Regions from separate parts of the Gossypium hirsutum genome. Here region 1 is linked to region 2. Evidence: chromatin contacts called from public Hi-C data. All regions are on one chromosome and are shown on one strand. Each heading gives the region's core, a stretch centred on a gene start, on an enhancer-like site or on the middle of the called end of the contact. The rest is flanking DNA. Distances are from core to core; before and after follow the strand shown.

What was found. A called contact is a pair of places that touch in the nucleus more often than the background predicts.
Region 1: a Hi-C map of leaf shows a contact between it and region 2, with 2.8 times the contacts expected there. The contact joins the promoter of LOC107912993 here to the promoter of LOC107895874 in region 2. A contact is called at or near these places in 3 of 34 Hi-C or Micro-C datasets (all in leaf).

What each region holds. Positions count from the first base shown.
Region 1 is chrA11:24,952,289-24,955,721 of Gossypium_hirsutum_v2.1, reverse strand. It overlaps LOC107912993, which reads right to left and starts at 1,274. Exons shown (of 3, transcript XM_016841390.2): 1 at 826-1,274; 2 at 294-730; 3 at 1-200. The coding sequence starts at 904.
Region 2 is chrA11:24,715,201-24,718,466 of Gossypium_hirsutum_v2.1, reverse strand. LOC107895874 (ferredoxin--NADP reductase, leaf isozyme, chloroplastic) reads left to right here and starts at 1,293. Exons shown (of 9, transcript XM_016821092.2): 1 at 1,293-1,695; 2 at 1,778-2,012; 3 at 2,175-2,308; 4 at 2,449-2,527; 5 at 2,741-2,832; 6 at 2,916-2,993; 7 at 3,228-3,266. The coding sequence starts at 1,594.

The DNA of each region.
Region 1 (3,433 bases), core at 25-2,524, 240 kb before region 2:
CTTGCATTAACCTGGATAGACCAAATAGTGGCGCTGTCGATGTCATCATTGTGGAATGCCAATGTCTTCTCTTTGCTTGCACTGCTGTCCTCTGTTATTATCACTCCATTATCAGAACGGCATTCTGATTTCTCAGCAAAATCCAGCAGCAGCGATCTAGTAATCGCACATTTCTGTCCTTCAATGTTAGCACTCACCATCTGTAGTATCACATGCCAAAGTATTTCTCAAGTTCAGCAATTCGATCACGAAATAAAAAGGACATCATGCGATGGGGGAGTAAAAAAACTAACCTCAGATATTTTCAACTCTTCTTCGACAACAGGAAGATCCATCAGCATTGAACCCAATCCTCCATCCTCAGAAAGATTAGGGACCTGGGGTGTATTTGCAGGAGTGGGGGCCACAAGTGCCATTGGGGATTGAAGATGAACAAAAGGGCGGCTCTCCAATGGCACTTTTGAAACCTCAGCCTCTTCCTCAACCTTCTGCAACAGAGTCTTGACTTGACCCCTTAACAAAGCCTCACCAGAACCAGGAGTCATCATCGTCATCGTGTTGGTCTTACCCTTACCTACTACAGCAGATGATGGAGTCTTCATTGCAACCCCAACAATCGGCGAATCGTTTGTTATATCAATTAGCGCGGAGCTTTCTTCTTCTTCTTCTTGTTTCCCATTTCTTGTTCTTGTTTTAGACGCACTCTTCTCCGATCCTTCAGTCTTTACTTCTACAACAAGACACGAGGAAATTAGTTTCTTGTTCTTTTCCTAAGATAGACAAAGAAATATATATGAAATGAAAAGAGAAGTGAAAATAACTCACTGGAAACAGGGATACCGTTGTTGGAAGCAGCCAAAGTCTGTGACCGGGTAATTCTTCTTGAAGATAAAGGGGTCTCCATTGAAAATCAAAACAACTCCGCTAATGAAAGAACGTTAAAACTCTAAAATCACGAAAGATGCCCAGAACCCTTAATAAAAGAAGATTAGAATTGATGGTTTTTAAAGGGCTAAGAGGAGAGGGGTTTATATATATCGTATGGAGATATGATTTTGATTAAGGCTGGGGCGAGGGTTTAATGGGTAACATCTTTATTCTTACCGTTGTAAACAAAACTAGCCGTTGCCCTCGAGGGTTTCTTTTCTTTATTTGATTAATATATTTTTGTTCAGGGTTCCATTTATCCACTTCCTTTTACTTTATTATGATGGGTTGGTCTTCTCATTTTGATATTTGGCTCCTCTTTAGAATTGCGACTGCCCCAGTGTATTAATTTTTATCTATATGTATTTTATGTATTATTTATATTAGGTATACGATTATTTTCCTTTTTAAATTTATTTCAAATATATAATATCGTACATTTGAATTTGTAATGGTCATATTTTAATATTTAAAATATAATTTGTATATTCAAATTACATTTTACAAACAATTAATAATAATTACTTAAAAATATTTAAAATTTATATTTCATATATCAAAATATTAATAATAAATTACAATAAATTTTTTTCTTATTTTTGTATTGAAATATCATAATATTGATGAATTTAAACATAATCTAAATGCATGTTTTTTACTTTACAACATATCTAAAATAAATATTTTATTTCTCAAAAATACTATTTAACATCAATATTAAACACTTAAATATTAAACTAAACTTTTCAAAAGTATCTTTTCCACACCACTTTTAAAAAATAATGCTAAACTAACCCTAAAAAAAATCTATAAATGAATCTAGGATTCAACTTTAAAACCTTGCTTCTTAAGCATCAGAAGAATAATCTTCCTGAACACCTAGTTCAAGTTGTTGGGTTTGGTGCCCTAAGTGTAGTGTTTTTGTCTGTTTACAATTGTATTTTTTTCGATCAAATTGATTTAATAAAAATATCCATAAACTATATTAATACCCCTGTATATTGTCATCAATGGTTTTTGCACGCAAAGTAAAATTAAAGCAAATATTGGATCATTGGTTATCTAACGTTTAACTAATACTAAATGATATTACGTGGTCGGATTATAACATGGAAAGATAACTTATATTAGTAGATGAACCTAACCATATCCTTAGTTTAATCGAAAATAAGTAAATCGATTGAAAGACTAATATGTCGTTTATCAAGTCCAATTGGAGAGATGTTTTGTCTTGGGTATCAAAGTGAATGACTCCCAAAATATAGAGATATAGATGTGACTGATTGGACTGACAATACATCAGACAAGACCCAAGTAGAATAGATCTTAAATTCGTTTATAGATTTATTCATTTGTGACGTTTATGGTGTGATATACCTTAATCCTAAGTGGATGACAGACCATGTATTCGTATTTGTATACTTTGATGTAAGTAAAAGTCTGAGTTCAAATAGATAAGGAACCGAAAGCAGGTGTGTTGGGTAAACGACTTCTGCAGTATGTTGTATTACATGATAGATGAAAAGTAAATGTGACCATGAATCGTTTGTCTTTGTAATGAATGACTTCATTTGTATTCGATAATAATTTACTTTTCATGAAGGAAGATGTAATGGTTACCATAAGATAAAATATGGTCATATTGGGAGAATGAATTTATCTTAAAAAAATTAAGGATATCTAATGTGGGTAACACAATTATGACAAGATCATTGAATGAGCACTAATCGAGTAGCTTTCGTAATTGCATGTAATTGGAGAGAGCTCAATCACGATATTATAATTAAATGACTTTGTGACTAAATAAGTTTATATTAATAGGCAAAAAGCTGGAACTTAATTATAAATCATTTGAGCCCCAATTACATATATCTAATTAGTCCCTCGCTAGCTCGTTGAAACCAGAAATGAATTAAATATAAAATCAAATTAACAAAAATGGTTAGAAATGATAAAGTTAGAGAAATGAGTTACATTCGAAAACGAATGTGGTTTCTCACCAAGTGTGGAAATGACATGAGAATTAATTTAAGTTTTTCGAATTATTATTTAATAATTGACATTAGAAAATGCAGTTAAATTAATTTATCATTGTGAATCCGTTGAATATGGAAATTAAATATATTTTCTCATAGATGTTTTACGGTAAAGTTGTCATAACTTTAATGGAATTAGAATTGGGTTGAGAAAATTATTTAATTGAAAATTTTAGTTATTTAAACTAATTTAATAAATAATATTTATTTTGAGAAATAGAAAAACATGAATTGGGTTGGATTAAATTATAAAGTGTTGAGTTAAAAATGTATGAAGTACGTATAATTGGACCTAATACATGAGAGGTCCAAATATAATGTGTATGAGGGGTGGCAACCCTAGTATAATTAACTAGGGTTAGTCGCCCCTCTCTCCTAGTAGAACTAGATGACTTATATTTCTATTAGATAAGTATTATTTGTATTCTACTAATTCAATCATTATTCTTCAATCTCTCCCTATAAATAGA
Region 2 (3,266 bases), core at 44-2,543:
TCTCTAGACGTGTTTGGTTGGCAGAGTATAATTATATCGTAATTTCTTATGTCATATTTGGTAGTACAATTTGTAATTACACAGTTACATAATTTATATTTTTAAAAAATATTAAATACTATAAAAATTATTAGAATGATAAAAATATTTTTTTGTAAAAAAAATTAAAATAAAATCATCGTACATATTATGTTAGTTTAAAAAAATTAGTTGATAATACGATTACTAGACCTGTCAGCTCGAAGGCCCACCTAAATTTGAGAGGATTTGGGCAAAAATATAGGCCCAAAAAATGGGTTTGGGCAAAAAATTAAGGCCCATTTAAAAAATGGGTCTGGCCTCGGGTAAGACATTTTTTGCTCGAGCCCGGCCCGACCCAAATACATAAAAGAAAAAAAATCTACTTTTTTTAATATTATTTTCTTGTTGTTTTCTCCCTATTTTGCTACCATTTTACTATTATGTTGCTACTATTTTGTTGTTATTGTTTGAATATTGTATAAAATTTATTTTATTGTTAATTTTGTTATTATTTTAAAGACATTTGCTAATTTTGTTATTAATTTTGGAGACATTTGATTGTTAAGTTGCATCTATCTTAGTGTTATTTAAGTATATATATTTTTTAAAATTTATTTTCAATTTGTTGGAAAATATTTATTTTGATATTTTTAGTTTTTTTGATGTATTATATATATTTTAAATTATATAAAAATAATATAAAAATTAATATGGGCGGGCCGGGTCGGGCCCAGATTTTAATATTTTTATCCAAGTCGGGCTTGGGTAAAATTTTAGACCCATTATTTGGGTTGGGTTGGGCCCAAGCCTGGTAAACGGGTCTAAAATTTTAGTTGACCCAGCCCGAACCCGGCCCGGCTCAGTCTCGTGCTCACCTCTAATTATTACTAATAAAAATAATAAAAAAATAAACATCATATACAATTTTATCTAATTGTTCGAATGCATATTTGTTGGGTTATATACTTCTTATCATTATTTAATAGTCCTTAATTGAGTTCATCATCATCTAAATTTAAGTGTTAATATCCGCATTATTAATAATTCAAAAAGCAAAATCAGGTATCCATAATAACTACAAGGCATCAAAAGGGTAATGTTGGGCTTAATCAAACCTACTGCTATTGTCCAATTCGGCCTTGGATTGAATAGGTTAGTAAAACGAATAGGCCGAAACCTTTTATTCCAATCAAACTATTTGGACTTGCAAACTTCCCATGGATTGTCTTTTAGTGGGCTGAAATAAGAGGAGATTTTGGATCCCAAATTCCAAAGAAATTGTAGATTTAGCACTAAATGGTGAGCAAAGAATCAATGAAGTTGTACAACTGGTATATATGGTGCTATGAGAGTCATACATTTACACATGGACTTATCCACACTCAGGCCACTGCATTGGCTTTCAAAATCTCCTCCACCCACTTCATAATCCATAAACATTGAAAACAATATCACATCCTTCATTTTGTTTCCTTCACCACTTTTACTTCTTCTGCAACAACAACCCCCATCAGAAATAACATATTCTCCTTTCTTCTTATTTCTTCATTATAAAAAAAGAAAAGAAAAGACATGGCTGCTGTTACTGCTGCAGTCTCTGTTCCTTCTACCAAGTCCACCTCTCTCCCTGCTAGAACCTCTCTTGTCTTTCCTGATAGGATCACCTTCAAGAAGGTATATATTTGCCATGCTTGTGATGATTTGGTAATATTGAAAGTTGATGTTCATCAGCTGCTTTTTTTGTTTTGTTTTCCAGGTGCCCGTTTACTACAGAGATGTTTGCAGTGGGGGGAGAGTGGTTTCTGTCAGGGCCCAGGTTACAACTGAAGCTCCTGCCAAAGTTGTAAAGGAATCCAAGAAAAACGATGAAGGTGTTGTGGTTAACAAGTTCAGGCCTATCAACCCTTACATTGGTAGATGCCTTCTAAACACTAAGATCACTGGCGATGATGCTCCTGGAGAGACTTGGCACATGGTCTTCAGCACCGAAGGTATGCATGCAAGCTCTAATAGTAACCTCATTGCCCTACTTTTATGTTCAATTTTAATGATAAAGTAATCAAAGTTTGCTATATTCTTGAGATAATTATTTACTTAAAACAAGAAATAGTCTCTTCCTAGGCATAGCTGACTGGTTGGTTGGATTGGTTCAGGAGAGGTCCCCTACAGAGAAGGACAATCCATTGGGGTGATTCCAGATGGCGTTGACAAGAATGGAAAACCACACAAGCTGAGATTGTACTCTATTGCTAGCAGTGCTCTTGGTGATTTTGGGGACTCCAAAACTGTGAGTTTGCTCTTCTATAATCACATCATTATTCATATTCATTTCTTAAGCTGTTGGGTATATAGATTAGGCTTTGAGCTATCCAAGTCTACAAGTCATCTCATTAGCATGTTCTGCATACATCTCATCGTATTTTGCAGGTATCCCTATGTGTGAAACGACTGGTATACACCAACGAGAAAGGAGAGCTTGTAAAAGGAGTCTGCTCCAATTTCTTGTGTAAGATTTCAGAATTTTTACGGTTCATCATAATATGCACTATTGTTTTGAACAACTTATTTCAGAATTTAACCTCCCATTATAGTTATAAGCATCATCAAACTGAAATAGTAATGATCAAAAGGGCAGAGATAGCTTTCTGGTAGAATATGATCCCTGATATGATTTACCCTATTGATGTTTTATGTTTTCATCTTAAATATATATCTTCAGGTGACTTGAAACCTGGGGCGGAAGTTAAAATAACTGGACCTGTTGGAAAAGAAATGCTTATGCCAAAGGATCCCAATGCCACAATCATCATGGTACGTATACTAACCAAGCTCTTAAATGTACTAATAAGTGCTGCTCCCATACAATATCTTCACCTTCAGCTACTCCATTGTAGCTCGCTACTGGAACTGGAATCGCTCCCTTTCGATCATTTCTGTGGAAAATGTTCTTCGAGAAGCATGACGACTACAAGGTATATGTATATGTACATCATTTACGACAGTTTAGCATTGCTAACTATGCAACCTGAGTGAACATTGAAAACAATCACGCTCAATCTACCAAAGCATCCGTTTCAAGCTGTTGCAGGCAATGAAACCTGATATATAAATTATAACCTATGCCATTAACTCAACAAGAATAAAGTAAGTAATCCGTGATATTTGAACATGTGACTGACTGACTTAACCTCTTACATGCTATGAAGTTCAACGGTTTGGCATGGCTCTTCCTTGGTGTCCCCACG